2 separate regions of the Triticum aestivum genome follow, and region 1 is linked to region 2. The links are chromatin contacts, called in public Hi-C maps. All regions are on one chromosome and are shown on one strand. Each heading gives the region's core, a stretch centred on a gene start, on an enhancer-like site or on the middle of the called end of the contact. The rest is flanking DNA. Distances are from core to core; before and after follow the strand shown.

Region 1 (6,207 bases), core at 1,560-4,059, 470 kb before region 2:
ACAAGTCCACGCTCATGATCGCAAGGGCCACCTCCTTCGCTTTGGTGGCGGCATTGGTGACCTCGATGTCGAGCTGCCTCTGCCTAGCCTTGACGTTGTTGGCCTCGATGTCCAACTGCCTTTGCCGGGCCACCTCCTCCATGTCGAGTTGCCTTTGCCGGGCCGCCTCCTCCATGTCGAGCTTCCTCCTCTTGGCCGCCTCCTCCATCTCAAGCTTCTGTCTTTGAAGGTCTAGGTACTGCTTCATTTGCTCGTCCTTGCTTTGCCGCTTCTTCTCGTCCTTCACATCCTTTTGGGACATCATGCCATGCAAAGTCTCATGCAAGGCCATGGATGACGCGTCACGTATGTCGTCCACCTTGGAGTTGTTCTTGCCCCTCGGCCTCTTCAACGCCTCGCCATCCCCACCTCCGGCGAACTTGGCCGTCTTCTTGCCTCTCTTTCTTTGAAGTTCACGGTATTGGTCCTTGAACTTGGGGCAATTGTTGATGACCGTCCAACAATGCGTAAGAGTAAATGGCTTGTCATTGTGCCGGGCCTTGAATGCCTCCAAAGATTGAAATGCCTACACGACATGATCAACAACAAGTGAACATGCAAACATATACACGGCCGAAGCCTCATGGCCGTAGCAAGGAAAGAGCTAGAAAGAGGAGACCATACCATGTCCCCAACGCCGAGACCACTCACGGGCCGTGCTTCAACGCTCTCAAATGCGGCGCAATACTTGTTGCACTCTTGTTGGATGAACAACCATCTTTTTTGAATAGAGCCGATGCCACGGTTGCTTGTAATTTGGTAGGGCTCAAACATCTTCCTTTCATGGAATGTTTTGTGGACTCTCGTCCAAAAAACAATGCCCTTTTGTTGCGCGCCGGTCCTCGGATCTTGGCTAATCTCCATCCAAGCTTGGCAAATCAACTTGTCCTCATCTTGTGTATATGAACCCGTGCGAATGCTCTTCCTCTTCTTTTGTGCCTCGGTTCTTTGGGTGAGCTCGTCGATGAACAATGGCGCACCACTAATATCAACGTCATTGCTTTCTTCTTCTTCATCATCACATTCGACATAGATGTCATCGTCTTCATGCCACGAGTCACCGTGGTCGTAGTCAGCACGGTCGTCGACCTCTTCGTCGGGGACGTACTCGGCACGGCCATCCTGACTTTGGGTCTCATCGAGGTCGTAGGTACGGCCATGGCCACCGTCGAAGATCACGTCCTCCATGTACCGGTTGTAGAAGGGGTCGTCGACCGCTGGCGTTGGGGTTGGCATTCCGTCAAACAAGACACGGGGGACCGGCATGGTGCCCGTGAACGGTGCCCGTGCCTGCTTTCTTAGCGTCTCGACGGACGGTCGGCCACCGCTGCTGGACCCGGGCGTGACGTTGAGGTCGATGACGGCCGCGGGGCGCGGTGTGGACGGCGCGAACAAGCCCACCTCCGGCGACCCCGAGAAACGGGTCTGTCCGTCGTGCCTTGGCGGAGGGAAGCCGGGCGACATGGGCGTGGTGCGCGACGTCGGCGACTGGCAGTGCGTAGGCCGCGCAACCGACGAGCTGGTGCTCGCCGGGGCGACGGCCGCTGCAGGGAACCCGGCAGGATGGCCCATGCCAAGCATGAGGATGGCGTGAGCTTTGTTGACGAGGTCCTCCTTCTCGTCGGCAGCGGTCTTGCGCCGCGCGGCCTCCAGCTCCTCGTGCATGGCGGCTCTCTTGGCCGCGGCGGCATTGAGCTTGACGACCGCTCTCCGTTCCCTCCTCTTCGCCGATTCCGCGTCCAACTTGGCGATCTCCTCCGGCGTGCACTCCGACCGCGGCTTCCTTGGCGCCTTCTTCTTCACCTTTGCGGGCGGGTCGACGGCCAGGCCGCCGAAACTCGGCGGGGCGTCGGCCATGGACGGAGGAGAGAGGGGGCGGCGGGAGGGAGGCGGGTGGGTTCGGGGCAAATGGCGCCAAATGGGCGTGGGGGGTTTTGGTTTCTCCCACCGACAGGCGGGCCAGGGGAGGACAAGCGCGCGCGTCCCGCCCGTCCGCGCGCTGTCCGTTTCACCCCAAAACCAGCGCAAGTTTGGGCCGGGGATGGGTCGAAAGCGGACACAAAGTGGACACAAAGTTCGTTTGCGCCCGCACGCTGGACCGTCTCTTTTGTCCCTTTTACCCCAAACGGACGGGGGCGGACAGGATAGGGGCGCGCGGTGGAGTTGGCCTTACTGTTGTCCGTCCGTCCGTCGCACTTGAGTTTCAAGTACCGCATGATGTGGGCACCTGACCTGACCCGACCCGACCCCGAAGAGAGACGCCTGTGAGCACTGGCCCAGAGGTCGCCACTCGCATGTTCGCCGGCCGCTCGCTCGCTCGCTTCGGAGGCAAGCCGCCTGGCCTAGCCTAGCCTAGTGCCGGTAGTTTCCGCCGCGGAGAAGGTCACTGGCTCTCACTGCTCACCTCAACCGCGACGGACGAGGATCCCCTGCCATGGCCAAGCCTACCTTTGAGTCACTGACACACGGGTCTCACAAAGCATGAGGCCCACCTGTCAGTGACTCAAAGGCAGGGTATGGCAGGGATTGCAAAGTTAGAGGATCCACGTCCAACCGCGACGGGTGAGACCGGCGACGACCGATGGGTGGGCGCGCGATGATGGCGAGGGCGAAGCTCGTTGGACCGGCTCGATCGGCGCTAGTGCGCATGGTTGACCGGCGGGCCGTGCTGTCGTTGCGTTGCGGGCTGCGAGTGCGACGGCCAGAGCCGTGGTGCGTAGCGCAATCATCCTGCTGTTCGTTCGCCCCTTCGCTTTCCAGCCAGCCTTTCTATCCCGGGGGGTGGTAATGGAACGGAAGGTCGACGGACCGCTTGCCTGGCTGCGGTGGTGACCGTTGTCGGGTGGGGCACATCTGATCTGCTGGCTGCTGCGCCTGCTCTGGGTCTTACCGGCAGTCACTGAGTGGGCGCTGCTCCGTCTTTGTTCCATCGTTTTATCTTGGCGTCAAAGGATGGATGAAGTGGTGAGTGAGTTGGTGCGTCGTTGCACCGAACGCTCTCGGGGTCTCTCGGGCGTCCAGTGTGCATGATGGCTCACGAGCGGTTGATTAGGGGCTGGCGTGTTGTGGGGGTGATTGAGCGGTTTGATTGGGTGATGGCGGTGTGTTTCAGTGGGGTTGAGGGCCGCCATGAACGTACCCCCTCCGGTTTAAGAAATTGATTCGGCGTCCGCCTCCATGGAACCGAAAACGAAAAGGTCTTGGAGTAAAATGAGGACCTGGTTTACGTCAACGAGCTGAATCCTGTAATAATGAGATGACACACACAAGCGTCTGCCTTTTCGTTTGGCTTTCCTTTCAGGTTGCTCCCCGGCCTGCCGCTCCTAACGAGCATCGGTCAAACATGTACGCATAACGCAAGGAATGTACTAGGCCGCTATAACAGATTGTGATGATTATGGTAGTCATATCCCACCGTTGAATTGACTTAAATATCAAGAAAGAAACCCCGATTTGTTTTTCACATAACCGCATGTTTTATGATAACCTGTAATGGTTCTCACAAATGTGCAAAGAGGAGCACTCTCCTATTTGCACTGTGTCCAGAAAAAGAAAAAAATATATGACGATCTCCTATTGCACTGTGTCCAGAAAAAGAAAAGAGACCCTTCTCACTCGCATAACTGGATGGTGCCATTTCAAACCGGTGCATGCCTCCTTACCCTTTGAAATAATCATTGCCAACTAAGAACATCAGGCAAATAATGAAACATCAAGTGAAAACCGAGTATTATTCAAACCCCATTATATTTATCCAAGCAAACGATTTTCCCTAAAACTACAAACTAAATCCTCAACTATGAATTTACCCCAAAATGCCATACCCCGATACCTAAATTGGAAAATATGGTGTTAGCCTTGGCATAGCAAAACCATGTCGGCAAGTTACCGAAAAAGGCTCTCGCCCCGCTTTATCTATAAAGTATCGACCAACAACAACCCGGGAAAAATTGCACGCCATCACAACACTCGCACACACCCAAGGCAAGACACATATGCACTGAGCGCAGCAACACCACTCTAAGCACTACAAGAGCAGTCGGGTCCTCGACCGTGAACACGCCACCGCAAAGAGATGAAGCCGCATATGACGACCCGTAGGCTCCAAGGCGGTGCCTTCAGAAAGGATACGACACCGGAGCGCCGCCACCGCCCGACCCGAGGGTCAGAGTTTCCCCTAGAGCAACACGACGGGCAATGAAGACTGCGACGACGCCTTCAAGAAGGGAACGAGTTTCGCCGCCGCCAGTCCGTCCGAAGATAGAACAGGTTTTTACCCCGGCCCAATACTCATCGCCACCGAACGCCACACCCCGGCGACCATGCCGCCCACACGATCATGGTCACCAGGCAGCACCAAGGCACGGGCTTTGCCCATGAGCACCGCGACACCACCACCAGGGCCGTCGCCCCGGCATCCAAGACCTTGACGCCACCTCACTCGCCACCCAGCGCCACCCCACCCAGCGCCACCCCACCCAAAGAGATGAGTGGAAAGGCCCCGCCTTTAGCACCCCTGAGCTGCCCCCAACGCCGAGACCCAATAGGCCGGCCAAACTGGCCTCCATCGGCCCGTCCTGTCGTCGGGTGCGAGACGAGCGTGGTCCTGCTACTGGGCGCAAGACGAGCACGGTCCTGCTGCCGGGCACGGGACGAGCTCGGTCGTGCTGTCGGGCGCGAGACGAGCGATGAACCGCAGCTGGGAGAAGTCCAGCCCTTCGAAGGAAGTGGCGCATGGACAACGGGGAGAGGAATCGAAGGTACGCACGCCGCCTACGGACGAACCAACGCCGAAACATGTCAGCCGCCGCCGCATCCGACCTGCCAAGCTATCGTGGATACATCCACGGCCAGAGCAGCAGCCACACCAGGCCACTGCCCATCCCACGCCGCCCGCCGAACTCCAGGCGTTGAATCTGCTGGGCACGCTACCACCGGATCGGCTAGCGCACCGGCCGCCATGAACACGGCCGGAAGCAACCAGCCACCCCAAGCCAGGGGCCGGCCTAAGCGTGCACGCGCACGACCCCGCCATTGGTGCCCTCGGCCCCCTGCACCCTACCGCGGCGTGATAGCCGCCGCCGCCACGAACCTTCGCACTAGCCGCTCGCCGTCCCCGCCGCCCCACGCCTAGCCGGATCCACGCAGCCTCCGCAGCAACCACGGCTGCCCGCGCCGCTGGCACGACCAGCCGTGCCGCCAAGCCCTGTCAAGTGTCGCGCCCTCGGGTGGCCACCGCATCCCACGTTGCAGGGGGCCAACGAGAAGGAAGAGAGCCCCCCGCCGCCTACGCCGAGTGGGGTTTCCCCGACTACGCACTCCGACGGGGAGGGAGGCGGGCGACCACTCGATCTAGGGTCCCCCCCCCCCCCTCGCGGGAGCGGACAAGACGAAGTGTTTTTTTCACGGTACCCTTATGTCGGCAAGTTCAAAGATAGGGATTGCTCACTTTTAGTATGGATGCATTTCATAAGTTAGATTATGATCTACTTAATCAAGCATGTTGCTAATTTTCTGGCACCTACTTTTTGAACAACCTATAAAATAAGTTCACCAAATTAAGTAATTTCTGATATAATTATTGTGATGTCAAATTTATGGAGCTGATACGCTATTTATTGATACCATTTAGCAAAAATTTACACAACATATGCATCCATCTTTGAGTTTGAGAATTTCATGGGACTAGAGAAAAGGTATAATAATAGGTTAACAAGTGACAGTATATGGCTGGTTATGGGTGACTTTAACCTCATTTACCAAGAGGCCGGTAGGAAACAACCTCAACCTAAATCTTCGGATAGTGGATCTCTTAGGGAGCACTCTCTCTCTAATTGCTCTCTGAAGGAAATCCACCTTCAGAATAGGAAGTTTACATGGAGCAACGAGCGTGAAAATCCAACTCTCGTCAAACTCGACATGGTTCTCTACAACCCTGCTTGGGACTTTCACTTCGGTAACCACACGCTCAGTGTGCTACCCTCATAGCACATATTTTAGCTAAGGAAGGTCGTAGAAATAATAAAATTTGTAAAATATGGTTACATGTACCCCGCGTAAACCTGATCATATGTCGGGCCGGGTTTTGAGTTGGGCTTAAAAAAGCCTGAACCTCGAACTACAAGCCCGAGCCAGCACCGAAGCCCAAAGTTGCCCCTTTCCTCAAGC
Region 2 (7,134 bases), core at 633-3,132:
CCATGATATAGCTGTCCATAGCACTGTCATTACATAGGACACCTTCCCTGGGCTGAACATGTGCATCTCTCCCTCCAAAGTCTTCCATTCACCACTTGCAAACAACCCAACAAGAGAAGCCAATGTAGCCACAAATGCCGTATAAATCTGCATGTTCAGCACGACTGAGAAGGTCTCCCTCTTAATAACCTTTTCAAACGTAACTTGCATGAGAGACAGAATAAGTGAGTATGTGGCCGATGCTCCCAGTGTCAACACAAAACCCAATACATGATTCCCTTGTGAGATATCACTACTGCTCGGAGAATCCTCATCAACTCCAAGGAGCGAAGCGGAAAATGTAAGGAGTAGTACCGAGTTGAATATCAAAGGGGTGAACTTTTGGGCATTGAGAAAATATGAGAAGACGGCGTTGAAGGCCAGCTGGCTAGCACAAATGAGGGAGTAAGTTGAGACAGGAAGATACAATAGACCGTAGGAATACATCAAGTCGTCTGCAGCAATGATGAGTCCCAAGGCAATGTATATCAGGGTGATTTTGGTGATAGAAGCTTCAGGGCCACTGGTAGTTGCTTGTGTGGAAGGTGACTTTGCATGGAAAAGAAATTGGGCAATAAACAACACCGGAAAACCAGCAGTCTGGACAAAAGTGGACAACCATTTGCTATTGCCACCTTCATTGTAGTAGAATCTCCCTAAGAGTGTTGCCGACGTCTGACCAGCCACAAGGAAGAACATGTTCAGTACCACCATCAACCACCATTGCCAATGCTTAACCGGAGCGCTTTGTGGGGGTGCTTCATGGGCCAAGGAAACTGCAGGTTTGGAGGATCCTGCAATTTACAATGGGAAAGTGGTACCGACAGGTTAAATCAAACTGTAAATTCCGAACATGGATGATAATAAGACATGACAAAATGTTTGGACGAACTCCAACAAACAGTATTCCATCCATATGGATGCATTAAGTCTAGCTGGTGCTCTCATCAGTCCTTAAAACCCTGTCAGATGAACGGAAAACAGGGAATTCACACCTCTGGCCAAATACGTGAATGCACATGGGTTGCATCTTGCATGAGTGACAAAACACTTGAATGCACATGGAACTCCTACTCACTCAGCAGCGATGGGTGGCATGACCACACACGTGCTAAGTGCTAACCCACCGGAGAGCACACAGGAAGAAACAAGGATTTGGCACTCACATTCGCGCATGCAGATTATTACAAAGGAAACATCGATTCAAAGCGGGGCAGGCAAAAGACTTTTTCGGTTGGAAAAGCCTAGTTTGACATGCTCGTAAATAAACTCGGTACACCGTACTGCCAGCATGCCGTACACAATTCATCGAACACCTCGTGCGCGTGCGCTCACTCCCCCGCCAACGGACCACTAAATTCCTCGGAGACGAACTGAGATAAACAGCAGTTTTGTCTATGGGACATGGGTGCCCCAGCCGAAGACGTCGCGACCACATCACAAAGGTGAGCTTCTACCTATCAGGGTTTCCACGTATCCGAGGCAAATTTAACCAAGGAAACAGCGAGATATCTCATCACGCCCTCGAACCAGAAGCGAACTGACCTGCGATTTCTATCTGGACCTCTTCCTGGTTGCTCCCGCCGCCGCCGCGGACGGCGTTGCTGTTGCTGTTGCCGTCGTCGCCGGCCATGTCTCCGCGGAGGAGACGCTCGCGGGCGCGATCCAGGTAGAGGACGGGGAGGGGGGAGGCAGTGGCCTGGTCAGCGTGGGAGCGCCGCCGCACGGGGTTGGGGGTGGGCGTGGAAAAGAGGCACTGTGTCGTCTCGCGTCGCTCGGAGCAGAGCTACTCCTACTAGCCCTTTTTGTTCCGTGCCGCTGTGCGTCCCCGCGGACCGCTTTTCGCCGTCGCTATCGTATCGTGTGACGGAAGACTAGCCGCTAGCGAGGACTTGTGACGCTGCCGCTGGGCATCGCATCGCATCGGGTTCGTCCGTGCCACCGGCTCGAGATTGCGAATTTGCAATGCCCCACCAACGGCTGTGGACTTGTGGTTGCAGTACTCCAGGATTGACCAAAGAAAATGAGCGAAGAGTTGCGTAATTCTCCCGATGATAGGATAGATGAGATTCTGAGAACCCGAACTGGAGCAGATTGGGACGAAAGATGTTTTGATGTCCTGCCTTTATACGTGCAACAGCGATGGGTGAGAGATTTTTCTTGATCTCGATGTATAAATTCTCTGCAGTCCTGGTCGCCGCGCCGCCGTCCGTCGTCCGCCTACTTTGACTTTGCCTGCTGCATGCAACTGCCTTTTTTTAGAAATTTGTTGTCCCGTCACCACGTTTACACGGATGAAAATAAGGTTTTCGGGTTGGTCGCGGCCAGCCCCTAGAGTCAAACCATGTGTTTGTGAGATTGCAAGCCTCAATATTTGAGGTTCAAAACTCATGACTAATGATGCAAGAATTAAAACTAGAAATATGTTCTCTAATTTCATTAATCTCCGTGCCATAAAGGGACGCGCTACCGCTAGCGGAGCTTGAAGCCAATTGTTGGGCGGGCCAAAACAAAACAAAAATAGCTTATAGGCTGGTGTTCATGCTATTAGGATGGACCATTTTTGTCTTAAAAAAATATTAGAATGGACCATTTGGAACGAACGGAATGCCCGGATTTTTCGACAAAAGAGCATGCCTCCAACGGTTTTGCTCAACAACATCAAGAGTGAAACCATCTTTTGGGGGCGAAGAAATTGGGCAACATCATACTGGGAGAGTAACACTCTTTTGTCTTTCAGTTATGAGGTGTATTTCAAACTCTATTCTCTCCTAATTAATATATAAGACAAATATTTTGCCATAGTTTCGAAAGAACAAAAAATCAATGTACAAAGTCTAGAATGCTCGGCGGGCCAATGGCTTATTTGGCCTTGGCATAGCTCCGCCGGTGTAGCTTACAGTTTGAGGCAACAAAGACCCTTGGAAAGTATGTGTCCTCCGCAAGAGCCATCGCATCTCATATTGCTAATGCCTTGAGTGGGGGCTTCTGTTATGCGAGGGAAAAACATAGTTGAAGCTACAATAAACATCACGTCCTGGTCTCGACACCAAACTCCCCATTCCTTGAAACGGCAGCATCAACATTCATCTTCATATAGCTCGTCTGTGGTGGAATCCAGTGGTTTGGTTTGACAACCGCAGAAGCTTGCCTTGGCTCGTCATTCTTCCGCATGAACTGAATATCATTCACATAAGAGTTTATGAACCCGACCAAGGACTTTGGAAAATGTCCTCGTGAATAGCTTTCTTCGCGAACTCCAAATTGCCCATAGAATGACAATCATCCTAGTAAAATCTTGTTGGGAGAGGGACTCACTCATGGCAAACAGCTAATCCTTGGCATTAGGAACTATATTTTGGCACATGTGTTCAACCATCAACTCATCTGATAATGCCCACACGCTACGAGACATGTTACAGTCTAGCAAGCTGTGTCTCCAATCATCTTGTGCTCCACACAACGAGTCATGTCACGGTCTAGCAAGTTATGTCTCCAATCATCTTGTGCTCCACACAACGCACATGAGTGGTATCTGCACGCAACTGTTTTTTTTTATACAACCTGCACGCAACTGTTGTCATTAGGAGGTGGAATAGTGGGCCTGTTTTTTTATGGGCTTAAAATCGTGATAAACTGACAGACGAAGGCCCTGTTTGTTTCATCTTCACTTAGATTTTAATCACATATGGATTCGCTTCACTAGCAAGCTGATTCTGTGAATCAGCTTCACCAAGGAAGTACACTTTGAGGTGTTTCAGGAAATTACACTAAAAATGACCTAAATCCAGATTCAGCTTCACTGGCAAAGCTGATTTCAAATAGCTGTTTGTTTCAGATTCCAGATTTAGCTTCACTGGAGAGGCTGAATCCGGTCTCAGAATCCGAAACAAACAGGGCCGAACTCTACCGGCAGGCCGAATGGAGTGCTCCTAGTCAGGAGAGCAACTAGTTGACGAGAGCTCCTTCGGGAGCCTCACAACGATCAGCGTCACTTGACGCCTCTCAGCCGCCAGCACGTGTCGCGCTCTGGATGCTCCCTTCGGATTTTATTTTTTTATTTTTACACACGTTTTTTTGACTTTTTAAATGTTTTTTCCCTGGGTTTTTTTGAATTTTTGGTTTTCCGTCGGCCTTTCTTAGTTTTTTGACAAAAAAAATCTGGAAAAAAATTATTTTGCGCGAAAAAAAAGTTTCCTTCCGCGAGATGCACATTTTTGCTTTTGCGAGAGACACGGTTTTGCCTTTGCGAGAGACACAACCATGCCTCTTGGATAAGGAAAAAAGTATTTTCTGTTTTTTTTCTTCCGCCAGAGGCAATGGTTTTATTTTCACGAGAAGTACGGTTTTGCTTTCGCGAGAGGCACAACTCTCAGAAACGGAAAAAAAATATGTTTTTTTGTTTTTTTTCTTTCACGGAAGGCACGGTTGTGCTTTTGCGAGAGGCACGGCCGTGCCTCTCGAAAAGGAAAAAACACGTTTTTTGTTTTTTTTTCCTTCTACCAGGCACGGTTTTACTTTCGTAAGAGGCACGTGCCTCTCGGAAATGAAAAAACGTGTTTCTATTTTTTTCCTTCCGCGAGAGGCCCGGCCGTGCCTTTTTCTGAAAGTGGAAAAAATTGTGCTCCCGGTTCGGTTTTTTCGTGCAGTTTTTCTCAACCGGTTTTCCCATGAAAAATAATTTCATCAAAACTTATCAACGTAGGATCTAGTTTTGAAATCTCGACGCAAGGAATGCAACGGTGAAAACGATTCGAGATTTGGATGCACGGTTTAAGAGAAAATGTTTAGAATAAACGGATTTACAAAAAAAAATACAAGACTGAGACAATTGACGCACATGCAGTACGTCGCTTGTCACAATCTAAAAAGGTGAAAGTGATCTTTGCAAAAGTTACTTATTAATTAGTGATTTCGCCTCGTCAACGCTCTCTGCCCAGAGCTAGCACCCATGCGCGCTTCGCGTCGCCCGACCCAGCTACACAAGCGAGCAGCTCGCTCGTCAAAAGCGCACTTGAGTCGCTCCCTATGGTCGATTGGTCAACCGTTGAACAGTTGACCGGGTGACCTTTGACCTTTAACTTATTGAAAAACTTAGGTTCACTTTTTTTCTAAAATTGAAAGTTCATGAATTTTAAAAAATCAAGACTCAAAAAAGTTCATGGATTTGCAAAAAGTTCACAAATTTGAAAAATGTTTGCAAATTAGGGAAATATTCGTGGATCTGAGAAATTTTTGTGGAATTGAAAATGTTCATGGATTGATAAAAAAACATGGATTTGAGGAATTTAAAATGTTTATAAATTTGTAAAATTCAGGATTTAAAAATGTTCACAGAATTGAAAAAATACTCCCGAATCGAAAATGAAAACTAAACACAAAAATAAAAACAAACCAGAAAAATGGGACAAACATCAAGCCGAAAAATAAATAGAAAACCTGATTAGAAGCTTCTCAAAACCAGTTGGGAGCTTCACCAAAACGTTCTCTAGATAGGCCGGATCATAAAAAATCTAACGAAGGAAATATGTGTCCGATGTGTACCGTCTTCACTTTAACGGCACTTAAGTAGTCGAATAAGGAGTTGGAGGCCGAATGCTCATGTTCCGGCCGTGGGGTGCTGGAAAGCGACTAAACGCGCCTAGTGAACCGGCCCACTTGAGTTGATATTTTATTCAATTTCATTCTACTGAGGCTAGGACTATAGGCTGGCCCGTGGCCCGTGGGACCTATATCTCGTTTATTGCGAGAACTAGCTTCATCTAGCCTCTGGCACTTGCCCCGAGATCATTTTTCTCTGTGAGACTTGACAACCAAAGGTTAAGATGAAAAAAATACCGTGCTCGGTTAGGCCTTAGTGGCTTTGATGCAGTTGATAGTGTTGGGAGAAGTGGTGGTCTAGCTATCTTCTAGCATGAGTCTGCATCTCGAAATTAAATCCATGAATGACAGACATATTGATGCGTTTGTGAGGGAATCCGCTGGTGCAACACCTTGGAGGCTGACTTGTGTGTACTGTGAACCTCGGATGGAGGACCGGCACCTTGGTACTAACTCCCCCCCCCCCCCCCCCGCGTCGTCTCCTCTGAGGCGACTCGGGGGTTGCCCTAACCACCGCCGCCGCCACCCCTCCCTCCCCCTTCCCTACCCTCCGCCGTCGCCCGAGGTGCCCTCCGGCACGCGCGCGCGACACCGATGAAGGTGGCGGCGGGGATCTGGCGGCTTCACCAGCGTGGAGGGCCTAGGTAGCCGGGGCGGCGGCCCTGGATCTGGCAAGGCAGCGGCGCCTGGGCGGCAGGCGCGGCCGCGGGTGTGGGTCTTCGTCCTCGGCCGCGCGGGCGGCGAACGACGGGGGATGCGGTGCGTGGTCGGTGGGCTGCTCCGGCGGCCCTCTGACCTCAGATCTGAAGGTTGTTTCTCCTCTTTCCTCTAGCCCGCTCACAACCTGTGCTAGCGCTGGTGTTCTCTGCCGTTCTGTTGGTAGCTGGTTGCGGTGGTGTCCGTCGGGACCGGGAGAAATCCCTGGTTGGTGGCTCCGACCACGGCGGTGGCCAGGCCCTCGGGCGCGGCTCCCCTTCTTGAAGGCACCGTCGAGATCCCCTCTTCCCACCCCTTCCCCTCCATTCCAAGGTTAAATCATGTAATCCCTTGCGGATTCGGCGGCGGCGGCGCTCGGCGTCGTAACCTCCCTGGGGGCGTCGTCTGGTTAGAAGGGTGTAGGTGTGCGGTGCTAGATCCGAGGTTTGCAATTGCAGCGGGGGTCAGTGTGACAACGTGGTTTCCAGAGATGTCGGGCTTGCCATTTTCTGTTTGGTGCTTGCTGGCCGTCCCTTGTTCGCCGGTGCTCGGCTCCCTTGAGCCTGGGTGGAAGAGGAAAGGGTTCCCCTTCCCGGCAACAAAGACTCGGCAGCTCAATGAGCACCAGGGCCATATTCCTCGCATCCTGTGCATGTTCTGTTTCCCAGTTGTTTCGCCGCAAGCTCGATGCTTCTTCAGCTCCGATGTGCCGTTTCCTACAGCTTACTCTCTTCTTGTTTGGACACATGCGGTCTGTGCTTAAATGCCCAGTGAGGTATGCCCGTTGCTACGACACGG

Evidence for each region. Hi-C and Micro-C count contacts between places; a contact is called where the count stands out from the background.
Region 1: a contact with region 2 is called in a Hi-C map of leaf, with 3 times the contacts expected there. The contact joins the enhancer-like site here to the promoter of LOC123137816 in region 2. A contact is called at or near these places in 2 of 5 Hi-C or Micro-C datasets (leaf and root).

What each region holds. Positions count from the first base shown.
Region 1 is chr6B:530,151,458-530,157,664 of IWGSC CS RefSeq v2.1, reverse strand. It overlaps LOC123137817 (a long non-coding RNA gene), which reads right to left. Exons shown (of 6, transcript XR_006468532.1): 6 at 2,866-6,207. Among protein-coding and RNA genes, the nearest start is that of LOC123137818, 6.9 kb to the left of the region's middle. Within about 2 kb of position 2,809, at least 1 of the 8 cell types and tissues checked has an H3K27ac peak or open chromatin away from gene starts, as enhancers often do. A contact at or near this core is called in leaf, where this site is marked.
Region 2 is chr6B:529,679,611-529,686,744 of IWGSC CS RefSeq v2.1, reverse strand. LOC123137816 (probable purine permease 11) reads right to left here and starts at 1,882. Exons shown (of 2, transcript XM_044557664.1): 1 at 1,585-1,882; 2 at 1-833. The coding sequence starts at 1,672.